Regions from separate parts of the Sus scrofa genome. Here all the other regions are linked to region 1. A link is a contact called in public promoter capture Hi-C data. All regions are on one chromosome and are shown on one strand. The core of a region is the stretch at or near the end of the contact, and the rest is flanking DNA. Distances in the headings are between cores, read along the strand shown. Region 1 holds the start of TMEM30B (cell cycle control protein 50B). Region 2 overlaps SYT16 (synaptotagmin-16). Region 3 holds the start of LOC110255392.

What was found. Promoter capture Hi-C pulls out the DNA fragments that hold promoters and counts their contacts.
Region 2: a promoter capture Hi-C map of liver shows a contact between it and region 1, with 7 times the contacts expected there. The contact joins the enhancer-like site here to the promoter of TMEM30B in region 1. A contact is called at or near these places in 1 of 5 promoter capture datasets (liver), 6 of 47 Hi-C or Micro-C datasets (embryonic fibroblasts, fibroblasts, liver and 1 more) and 1 of 2 datasets of contacts at active chromatin or transcription factors (skeletal muscle).
Region 3: a contact with region 1 is called in a promoter capture Hi-C map of fetal skeletal muscle, with 10 times the contacts expected there. The contact joins the promoter of LOC110255392 here to the promoter of TMEM30B in region 1. A contact is called at or near these places in 2 of 5 promoter capture datasets (fetal liver and fetal skeletal muscle), 3 of 47 Hi-C or Micro-C datasets (adipocytes, mesenchymal stem cells and subcutaneous adipose tissue) and 1 of 2 datasets of contacts at active chromatin or transcription factors (skeletal muscle).

Annotation. Positions count from the first base shown.
Region 1 is chr1:190,169,849-190,173,652 of Sscrofa11.1, forward strand. It overlaps TMEM30B (cell cycle control protein 50B), which reads right to left and starts at 1,878. Exons shown (of 2, transcript XM_021062472.1): 1 at 1-1,878. The coding sequence starts at 1,247. The coding sequence ends at 186.
Region 2 is chr1:191,041,535-191,045,338 of Sscrofa11.1, forward strand. SYT16 (synaptotagmin-16) reads left to right here. Exons shown (of 10, transcript XM_021062549.1): 7 at 1-2,238; 8 at 3,336-3,452. Among named protein-coding and RNA genes, the nearest start is that of ISG20, 150 kb to the right of the region's middle. Within about 2 kb of position 1,972, at least 17 of the 83 cell types and tissues checked have an H3K27ac peak or open chromatin away from gene starts, as enhancers often do. A contact at or near this core is called in liver, where this site is marked.
Region 3 is chr1:189,617,940-189,621,743 of Sscrofa11.1, forward strand. It overlaps LOC110255392, which reads right to left and starts at 1,911. Exons shown (of 2, transcript XM_021062434.1): 1 at 1-1,911. The coding sequence starts at 314. SIX1 (SIX homeobox 1) reads right to left here. Exons shown (of 2, transcript NM_001199718.1): 2 at 2,491-3,804. The coding sequence ends at 3,517.

The sequences.
Region 1 (3,804 bases), core at 628-3,127:
CCCAGAAAAGTCTGGAGGCCCCGGATTGGATGTAATTCCTCTCTCTCTGGTCTCCTCATCCACAAAAGGAGGCCAAGTGAAGCGAGGCTGGAATTGGGTGAGAGTCAAAGAGACAGAAACCCAAAAGAAGCTTGCAAGAGAGCTGAAGCAAGAAGCTTTCAGAAAGGGTACTTTGAAAGCAGGAGTTACTCGTCCTCCTCGTCCTCGTCGTTCTGGTCCTGGTAGCGAATGTAGACGACCAGCATGACAAAGCCCGTGAGGATGCAGAGGGAGCCAACCACCAGGTAGGCGATGCCCAGGAAGGGGTTCTTGCCTCCCATCCAGGAGATGCTGCTGAAGATGATGAGCTTGTGGCCGCCGAAGGCGCGCACCGGGTAGTTGTAGGTGATGTTGACGCGGTAGGCGCCCCGCGGCAGCCCGGCGGAGTAGTTGCCCTGGCGGATGCGTGCGTACAGCTTGCGGAACGTGGGCAGAGCGGCAGTGCGCATCCACACCACGAAGTCCTGGTTGATGAAGCCGGTGTTGTTGGGGTCGGGGCTGAGCTCGTAGACCGGCCGGTGCCAGTTGGGCGGGGGCGCGGTGCCCCGGAAGGCTAGCGCCAGACTGCCGTTCACCAGCGGCGGGTTGCGGAACTTGACGTGGTAGTCGGTCCACCAGGCGATGCCGGTGCGGTCGAGCGGCACCTCGACGTAGGGCCCGCCGGGCTGGCGCTGGTACCACAGCGAGAAGGAGTCGTTGAAGAGGCTGTTGGCGATGGCGCCGCAGGGCGCGATGGGCAGGCCGGCCGCGCTGAGTTGGTAGGGGGCGCACTCGTTGACCGGGTGCCGCAGGGCGCTCGGCAGCCCACTCAGCTGCGCGTCGTCGCGGGACACACCGTAGCGCCGGTTGTTCTGGTAGAAGTTGGTCAGCTCGTAGTAGAGGTACACGGGGCCCTGGAAGAGCTCGGGCAGAGAGAAGTACCAGGCGCATGAGCAGCGGGGCGGCGGCGCGCGGCCCTGCCCGGCTGCGGCGCACACCGAGCAGTTGCTGAGGCCCGAGTCGCCGGTATAGTCGTACTCGAGCTCCTTGATGCCATTGGAAGAGTAGTAGAGGCCCAGGCCCAGGCCGATGAAGGCCAGGCCCGCGCAGAAGAAGAGCGGCAACGCGATGCTGGCTGACAGCAGCGGCTGCCAGGCGGGGAGGCGCTGCTGCGTGAACGCGGTGTTGTCCGGCTGGTGCGCGCCCCGAGCCGTGGCGCTCCAGGTCATGGCTGCCGCGCGGACCGACGCGGGGGCGTACGGATGGGGACGTACGGATGGAGCCGCCCGGGGGCTTCTCCCCCTCCGCGCTAGGCCAGCCCGGGGTTACCCCCGGGGCAAGTCGCCGCCTGCTCAGGTGAGTTCTGGCCCCGCCTCCGGCCCCCGCACAGGTGAGGCTTGGTGCTAGGTCCTCCGTGCAGTGACCAGACCCCTCAGTTCCGCCTTGGCGCAGGTGCTCAGACGGCTCCGCCCCTATGAGTGATCGGGAACCGCGCCCCGCCTCTACGGAGGTGAGCTGGCGGGGCGTTCCTTACCTCACCTGGCAGCCCAGGGCTGCTTTTCCTCCCCGCCGGGGTGGCTCTGGACGCCAGCTCCTCCTCCCCAAGGTGAGTGGCGGCCCTAGGCTGCGACTGAGAGGCTCATACCCTGTTCAGGTACTTCTTTCCCTTCCGCCTTATGAGTGACTGGAGTGCCCGGGCCAGTCTTGCCTGAAATCGTAGAAGCTGCAGCCCCCAGCGCAAAGTTCCACCGTGAGTTCTGGAGACTTGAAGATTTCAGGTAATTAATCATCTTTTATCTGAAAGGAAATGAAAACGTCTTTAGGCCCTCTCTTCTTTGTGGGTTAACTTATGGACCCTCTTTCAGTCAACTTTAGCCACAAATTGTAATGCTCTGGGATTACGCTCTGGTAAATCTGTTTCGAATTCAAAGCCTGCGTTCAAATTCTAGCATTTTTTTTTTTTTAAAGGGAAAATGATTTTCTGGCCAGGTGCCCCAATTAGGTGGGATAACTGAGAAAAGTGGAAACTTCTCTGAAAATAATATGACTCCAAAAAGAATCAATGAAAGCAAGATGTTCAGAGCCTTTAAATATCTCTCAAGTTAGTGGACAAACCATACAAGGAGAAAAATGCCCTGGACTACATGTGATTTATTTTTTTTCCTTTTCAGATTATTTGCCTGACTGGAAAAAGGTCCCATCCAAGGTCCCAAAAGACCCAGCTGCTATCCACAGGCAAGGATGCTGGGGCTGTTTGGCCAAAGGAGATGACCTTCAAGGATTTATAGGACTTATTGGAAAGAAAACCCAAATTAACTCTGAACATTGCTTGGGATTCTGGCTTTTATATTTAGGTTGGTAAAGTATACACAAGGGATTGTCTGGCCATTTCAGCTTTGTTCTAAATCCTCCTTATGTATTGAGGTGTTCCTGAGTCTCTTTGAGCTCAGAGAATGCTTGAATTTTTCTGATATTCAAATAGCTTGAATATTTTCTGAGTTACACTCTGCACTTAGAATAATACATTACATTCAGGAGTCATTCAAAATCCACTGAAATTTGGAAAGTTAAAATTCTTGCTAAATTGAGCAACAGCATTTTGGTTTTATTTTTTAATTTTTTTTTTGGTTTTATTTTGTTTTTAGCATCTTTCAAGTATTAGCCCTATGCTAAGCAATGTAGAAGACAAGAAAATTAGGCTGAAAAAGACCCTTGACCTCAAGACATTTGCAGTCTAACAAGGGACATATTACTTAGGAGTAAAAAAGAATCAAAATAGCCAACAGACAATATATACTCAAGTACCAAATGGTGCTTTATAAGAATGATACTAAAAGTTAAAAGTAGCATCATTTTAACAATGGAAAATTCATTCCACCTTGTTGAATAGAATGCATATGAGTTGGAAGCTTTAGCTGTTAGTGAATATGAGGGAGACTTGATGACTTGATTTCCACTTCCCTTACTTCTAATCATACCCCAAGGGAGGAAATGCCCAGTATTGTCAACAGGTTCCTACAGTGTGATCCAGTCTGTACTACACCCATTTTCCAGTAAGATAAATGAATAAATAGTTCTCTGTATCATTTTGGTGGCTTCCACCCACCCCTATATCATCGAGTCATCAGTTGGCTTGACACAGAGTCCACAAAACCGTCTCTAGGAAGGAATTCAGTTCCCCAAACTTAATCTAGTGGAATTTTTAGTCTAACCACTGCCCTGAGGTGTGAGTCCTCCTGTAGAGTTGAGAGCCTTGATAGCTTTCCCCTGAGGCACCCCATATTTCATTAATTATTTTCCTTTTATTCATTTTATTTATATTTTTACTTTCATTTTCAAAATTAATATTATTATAATTTTTGTCTTTTTAGTGCCGCACCCACAGCATATGGAGTTTCCCAGGCTAGAGGTCCAATTGGAGCTGTAGCCATTGGCCTACTCCACAGCCACAGCAATGCCAGATCCGAGCCATGTCTGTCACTTACACCACAGCTCATGGCAAGGCCGGATCATTAACTCACTGAGCAAGGCTAGGGATTGAAACTGCAACCTCATTGTTCCTAGTCAGATTGGTTTCCGCGGTGCCATGACGGGAATTCCCATATTATTTTTTATTTTATTTATTCATCTTATTCATAGTTTATTCATTCCCATAACTAAGTTAACACCAGGGTGCCCCAGAAGCTAAAAGAAGAAACTGTTTCAGGACAGGGGCTAATCAACAGGGTGAAGCACAGCTGAGGTTTCAAGTGAGAGAAGAAATGAAAAGCCACCATCGGATCCAAC
Region 2 (3,804 bases), core at 722-3,221, 870 kb after region 1:
TCGTTGGTGGGAGGCTTTAAGGGAAAGCCACTCTGAGGAAGCAGTATTTAAGCTGAGGCTTGAAGGCTGAGTAGGAGTAAGCCAGGTGAAAGGCAGGTGGGTTAAGGAAGGAGACGCAGCATGTACAAAATACCCAAGACAAATGAGAACCTTCCCCATTTGAGGAAATGAAAAGAGTGGACCTTGAATAGCAAAGGGGAGAGCCTCCTGAACCTGAGCTAGTCAGGAAGGCAAGGCTGACTGAGGTATCAGCCCCTTTCTTCCCTGACAGTGAAAAAGAAAGAAGTAGCAGTGATGTAATTCTGACTGTGGCCATCGCCCAGATTTGATGTGTGCCAGTCTCAAAGACACCTTTCATACCTGACAGCTGAAATGTGGTCATCAGATCTACAACCCACTTAGTACTTCTTCCAGATTTTAACTTATCAGCTTTTTCCTTCCAGCTTTGCTGAGGTATAACTGACAAAACTGTAGGTTATTTAAAGCATACAACATGATGATTTGATACATGTCTACATTATAAAAGGCTGTCTAAAATTGAGTTTATTATTAACACAAGGTTATCAGCTTTTAAATCTTAGGGCTAACAGACTGTTAACATCACTTTTTGTCATAGGTGTTAAGTTGGTACTGGGTGCCTGAGGGAACAGGGCCCCCTGAGATTTGTAGGGCCATTTTGTGTAGCCCCTTCAACCTTGCAGAATGTCTGCAATTGCAGAAGTTAAGACTACACCGCACAGAAGCTCTGCCCTGTCTCCAAAAACAGCAACTTTTCTTTTTAATTGATTCCCAGTGGTGCTCTCTTCCTTCCAGGCCCTGGCCTGACCCTTTAGGGAACCAAGAAAGTGGTATATCTCCTTCTTCAATGAGATTCCTCTCTGAGAATAACAGTGAGCATAATTTCTCTGCTGTGCTTATTTTCCCTTCTTTAATTTGGATTGCTGACTACTTAAATTTACCCACTTTGACATCCTCAACATCTCCCTCTACCCAAGAACAGCAACCTCATGGTTGCTGAACAAGAAGCAGCAATGATAAAAAATGAAAATGTAGCCTGAGTGACACAATACAGAGACAATGCAATCTTTTAGGTGAATTTATACTAAAGTGTAAATGGCTGCAACATGTATACCTTCTCCAGTCTCCTTTTTGAAAAGTACCTTCTCTTTTGTATATTTTTACTTTAAAGAAGTTTGCATATTACCCTGATGTTTTAATTAGCCATTGGATCAAAACGAAGTCTTTCTAACTGTATAAAATATTTTTCCTCAAACTTCTGGCACCATACCAGGAGGCAGCCACCGAGAGTGCCAAAAGGAATTAGACTCTGGTCCGATTTTCATGTATTACTTATTTTTTCCCGCTTCAAAATCTGTTGATTGCTCAAACATGCAGACACAAACAGCAACACATTGGGGAGAGAAGTCCCAGAGGACGAACGATCCTTTACTCTTCATCCCACATGCCTCACCCCATTTCACACGCACACTCCATCTCTCCCCTTGCTGGGGACCTTCCCCAAGGCAAAAGGCATCCCAAAGGGTCTAAAGGCACTGACCTAGTCCTGCTGGAAGTGCCAACCCACTCCGGTCCTCAAACCCGATCCTTCCATGGGACATTCAGATAGGGCCTACAGCGAGTAACCCCGCGGCGGCTGAGGCACGGCCACAACACTTGCCCAGGCCCTCTGAGCAGAGTCAGAAGCCCTGCTCTCAGAGCTGCAGCGCTCACCCACTAGCAGCTCCCCAGCCCGCTCTCCAGCACCCGACTAAGGCCAGTACAGGACCCCTATTTGGGGCTCTTTGTTCACCGCCTTCCTGGTTCCTGCTCTCAAACCTTCCTCCCAGCAGCCCCCACCGGAGCATCCGACCTACAGGAAAGTTGCTCTCGAGCTGTGGAGGGGCGTCATCGCCTCCTAGCAACGCGCCTAGCAACCGGGTAACATCTGCTCCCTCTGGTCCAATGCGAGCCGAGAACAGCTGCGCGCCCGCCTAGCGTTCCAAACCCGGAGCGAGAGGCGCTTCACAGACTGGAGGGACGGACCTGCGGGAGCCAGGGCTGCCCCCGAGCTGCAGTTGCCGCTGCTTCCACTGTCGCGCCGCCACTGCCGTCGCTGTCGCTGTCAGCGCCTGTCTGGAGAGTGACAGCGCCGCAAAAGCGGGAGGGAGCACCGAACCCCGCGCGTTTACGAAACAGGTGTATGTGCCGGTCTCCTGGCGAGTGGACCCAGCTCGCAAGGTATGTCTGGACTCATTCAACCAGGTGCCTTCCTCTGAAGCTCAGGAAAGACTCTTTCCCAGAGGGTGTGAATAAGGATGTTTTCTGGGATCTCACCCACCCCGCCCCTAGCCATTGAAAAGTGGCTAGCTGGTGGTCTCCAATAACCTGATTTGCTTTTTTTTTTTAATCTCGGGATTATTCTTGTGGATTCCCCTGCCCTTTACTGTTCGATTTGTGTTTGGAAGTTTTCCGTCCTCCTCGTTTCCCCTTTGACTTTGCTGCCTACGTGCAGCTAGGAAGGCTGGGAGCAGTGAGCTCCCACAGAAAGCCTGTGGTTACAGCGAAAATGACATAGTGTAGTCTCTAATTGAATCAACACGTATGGAGAGCAACAATCTTTTTAGGTCCTGCCCTGGAAAGGGTCCATTTGGCCGAGAGCAGGCAGTTCACTGTTACTCAATCTCCTGAAAAGTAACCATAGTAACTCACCTCTCTTTTGATGGGATCCTCCTCATTGGCTGCCTATCTTCCTTTGGAAAGCTCATCTCTCTAAATATAGAAGATGATGAGATCTGTAAGCATACATCCATGTAGAAAAAGGTGCAGTTAAATATGGCCCTTTAAAGGAAAACTATCTTCAAAGAAAAAGTATCATTTTGCTCTTTCGAATCCTGTGAGGAATAGTGTGTATTCCAGTGAATGATCGAGTTAGGCTGTTTTAACTACTGGATTGTTACTTTAGAGAGAATATTTCTTGAAATTATACAAGATCTGGCATTTGAAAACAAAGTATATCTGACTCTGATTTTTAAAAAAAACCAACCCGCTGATAATGTCTCCCTCAAAATCTCCCAGTAAATAGTTAATGAGATATGTTATTCAAATATTTCCGTCTTTCTTAGGATAGTTAAGATTGCTCCTGTTTACAATTAAATCTGGAAACATAGAATTATGTATGTTTGAGGGTTTATTTGTTTATCTAACTGGTTCAGATCAACCCCACCTCAGACATCTTAGTGTCCTTTTACTGCATGCTTTCTCCTGACATTATAACCAGTTCAAGTCAGTGCAGTTCTGACTCTTTATTTGCGTCTCTCCTTGTTGCAAAATCTCAGGTAACCATTCATGAGCCTGAGGCTGTGAGAAATGCTCGCTGTGCGAAGGGGAATTCTCACCAGATTTTCTAAAGCTGTCCTAGAGATACACTTTTCAGATTGATTCAGCATTACCAGGTAAAAGAAATTACTGTTTAAATATGTATCCAGAGAAATAAATGCTAATGTAGCATTACCATAATTTACAAGATCAATATAAGTGGTTGTTTATATAGATGGTTGCTGGGTAGAAGTCAATAGAGGTTTTCTGTAGAAAGGACATTTTTGGGATGGCAGATTTTCCTCTCTAAGACCCATGTGAATAGGGTGGGCCAAATTAAGTAGCCTGGCATGGAGAGCATGTCAGGCAGAACACTGGTGCATGTCTGAAATGAAGGCAATGAAGAGAGCTCTCCAAGCTTCAAAAAGAGATTATGGTGGTTTTTTAAATTTAACTTGCTTTAAGATCATGGCAATAGAAACTCACGAG
Region 3 (3,804 bases), core at 661-3,160, 550 kb before region 1:
TGCAGTCGGAGACACGCGGAACCGAAGCCTCTGGCTCCCCAACCTGGAGTTCTGCTCGCAGACTTGCACCAAATACCTCCAGGCCGGGGAGGCAGTAGGCGTGAAGTCCCCTTTAGTCGTAGCCACCGCTGCAGCTGCCGCCGCCGCGGCGGCGGAGCAGGGGAAGGGCCGCCCCGCGCGCGGTCAGTGCCAGGTGCTGGACTGGCCCTCGGGGTGCGGGGGAGAGCGGCGGGACAAGGGTCCCTGCTTAGCAAACTCAGGGTTTGCCCATAAGCGCCGATGCCGCTGCATCTTCCTGGAAGCTTCCTCTTCATCTCGCGGTCAAGACCAAGCTGTCCTTGCCTGGAGAATAGTTCAAGATCGGCGGCGCTCAGCCCCAGCGGCGCCTTTCTCCCTGCCTGCACTTGTGGGGCTTGGGGGCTCTTGAGTGCCTACCTGCTGAGCCAAGTTCAGGAACCGCCGGCCAATCCCCTTGGCCTCTTGAGTATTTAGAAAGCTTCGTTCTCAGCCAAGAGGTCAAGGCGAACAGGCAGTGAGAACCTGAACGATCCTGTGTTCAGATTTTAAAAGTCAAAAATTTAAAAATCGCCCTAGTGTATTATTTTTGTTTTCATTTTACTTGGTCAAATTGCGTAAGGTTTTACCCTACAAACTATTTATAAGCCGTTTTTTCATTATTTTTGGCTCTTGTTATGAAACCTGTAAAAGAGAAATCGAAAAGTGGCTTTTGGTTCAGTTAACTGCGACGCTGAGAAGGTAAATAGAAGGTCCCTTAACAGCTGGTCCTTGAAGATTTCCTCGAGGAAAAAAAAAAAAAAAAAACACAAAAAACATGGTTAGTTCCCGCTAATGATCGTTCTAAAATGATTGCCAAGAAAACTCAAAGCGATATCCAGCTTTCTCGCCTCCTCCTGCTTGTCCCTGGTTTTGCCAGACAGAAAGGATGGTGAGGAAGGCATATTGTGCAATTTCTTATTAAACACATCTGGAATATGCACACTCTGGATCAAATGCCAGGGATTTTACAAAAGTTTATGACTGTGACAGAAAATTGTCCTTTTAATGAGTTTACAAGCAGTAATCACAGGGGCTTTTACAGGACCAGCCTGCTCTGCTCCTTGCCAGATCTGCAGACTTTTCCAAGATTCACCAACCAAGGGAGCAGGAAGTGGGCTGGGGCGCCAAAGGAGACAGAACTTCCAGGAGTCTAAAATTATACTAAACAGAGCTGGAAGAGTGGGGGGTAGTCATCAGAGTAGGAAGAGAGGGCATGTAAGAAATTAAAGTAATTGGCCCTTCCTATTTTCCAGGGAGATTTCCGCGGTGTCCTTTGAAGCCCGTCAGGGTCATTGAAAGCTATCTTTGAGCAGGGTGTTTGTTTTGGGGAGTGAATGTGAAGAATGTGAGGAGATCCCCTGTGAGAGCCCCTCCTGCAGAGGGTGGCATTTCTCTGTGGCCCAAGACGTGGAGAATAAACACCCTAGTGACTTAAATAAACAGCAGCTTAATGATCCAAAACACTAACAAGGGAGATTGGGACCCTGAGCTCCCAATCCAAATCATGGTCTCTGAGTGGCCTGTGAACATCTGTCCATCACTGAGGGAAAAAAATGACTTTATAAGTAAAAGTGACTACAGTTAAGTACGGTGAACCTTTCTCCTTTGAACTCAGTCAAAGCCATTTGACATAAAAAAGGGGGAACACCTCATAATAAGAAGGCCTTAATCTACCACCACCACCACCCCCCATTCTAGATCAGGACAGGAAAGATAAGAAAGGGTAAGAAAAACATGAATGTATTAATGGTGACACAGGTGAGAAAAATTAAAATTATGAAACGGTTGTGTTAGAAAATAAATAGACTTTTTCTGGGGAATAATATTTTACAAACACAAGCAAGCCAATCCCATTATCCTGAGTAGAATTTTAATAAATAATGCCATTAGTTTCACTAATTTTAAAAGCTAAATACAAAGATACATCATTTTTGCCCCAGGCAAAAATAATATGGAGCCTATATGATTACTGGGATTTTTCTGGACACTATTCGGCAGCACTGCAAAGAGCTCCTGTCCTGCTGGTCTGCTTTCTATTGGTACAGACTAATTCACAATGTTGCTATCCTTCTAAAAGTTCCATTTCCCCCCCAAGCAGATAAATTATTTTACTTTCACAGTCTTGTCATGAACTTGTTAATAATACAGAGCTATATACGAATTCTGTGTAGAAGAGCTAGTGGTAAACAAAATTGCATATCTAAATAATAAAAAAATAAATACCCCAAAGTTAAATTCACTCTTCTTCGGTCATATAATTAACTCAGTCACCACTCCTGGTTCAGGAGATGGCCTTCAACATACCCTGAAATTCATAACCACCATTAAGTAAGGAAGCAAAAAAAAAAAAACTATTCTTTTTTTTTTTTTTTTTTTTAAGGGCCCAGTGACAGCAATACACAACTCACCTTCCAGAAACAGAATCAGTACTTCTGGTGTTCTACTAAGTTTTAATTTAGACTGGTTTAGGTACAATAGAAAAGAAACCTGAAAACACATGCTGTTTAGTAACAAATACCAGGTTGCCAGATTTGTTACGTATTTTTGCAAGCTAGAAACTAGGAACAGGAGAAACCTTTAACAGGAGTAGGCTACAAATATGAAAGCTTTGAGGGCATGAGAAGTAATGGCATTCAGGAAAGTGTTTTTTCACATTGGTACATTTTAAAAGTTTGCCATAGAAAAAAACCCAAGGAAACAAACAACAACCACCCCCCCAACTAAATTTGACAAAAATAGTTGTATTACTAATGGTCACTTCTATTTCTAACTGCCTTATGTAGAGAGCATTAAGACATTTAGGCACTTGTTTTTTCCCCCAATACTGTTCTTTCATTTTAATCTACATAAAATTGTTTAACACTAAATATGAAAAATGTAAACTTAATTTTCCCCATCAAAAAAAATTGTAAGATCATATTTTTCCTATTCACCTTAAGAACACAACAAGTTCCTCCCAGGATGGAGGCTCTTTTCACTATTTTGACTTTCTCTCTCTCTTCTCTCTCATTTTCATTTCCTTTTCCTCTTCTCAAAACATTTTACCATAAATAAATTAAAAGGAAATAATTAAAATCCAGTTGATTTGTAAGCCCTGTTCATTGAACAAAAAAGAGAGGGACAGAGAGAAAGAGAGACTACTGAAGCAGCAATCTGGATTGCCCAGAACCAAGACTGGGTGACTGGATGTTTTTGTTTGTTTGGGTTTCTTCTTCTTCGTCTTCTTCTTCTTCTTCCTTTTCCCTGATCTGGGAGGGGAGATGCAAAAGTGGAAAGAGTTGGAGAGAAGAGGGCACTAAGCTTGAGACTGTGGTTGGTTTTGAGTTTTTAAAAGATATTTATGAAAGTTCACCATTCCTTTATGCGCAAAGAACCCCAGAAACAAGCTGCAAAAAAATGTTCCTGATTTCTATTTACAAGTGTCCCTAGTCGCTGCTTGAGGCCCCATTCCCTCCCCTCTTAGGACCCTAAGTCCACCAGACTGGAGGTGAGGGGGCCCAGCAGGGAGTCCTGGAGCTGATGCTGGTGGGCTTGCAGGCCGTGGGTGGGCTGCGAGGCCGTTAAACCCGGGAGGGAATAGTTTGAGCTCCTGGCGTGGCCCATATTGCCCTGCAGCAGAAGGACCGAGTTCTGGTCTGGACTTTGGGGAGGTGAGAATTCTTCTTCTGAGCTGGACATGAGCGGCTTTCCCCCTTCCAGAGGAGAGAGTTGATTCTGCTTGTTGGAGGAGGAGTTATTGTTTTCGGT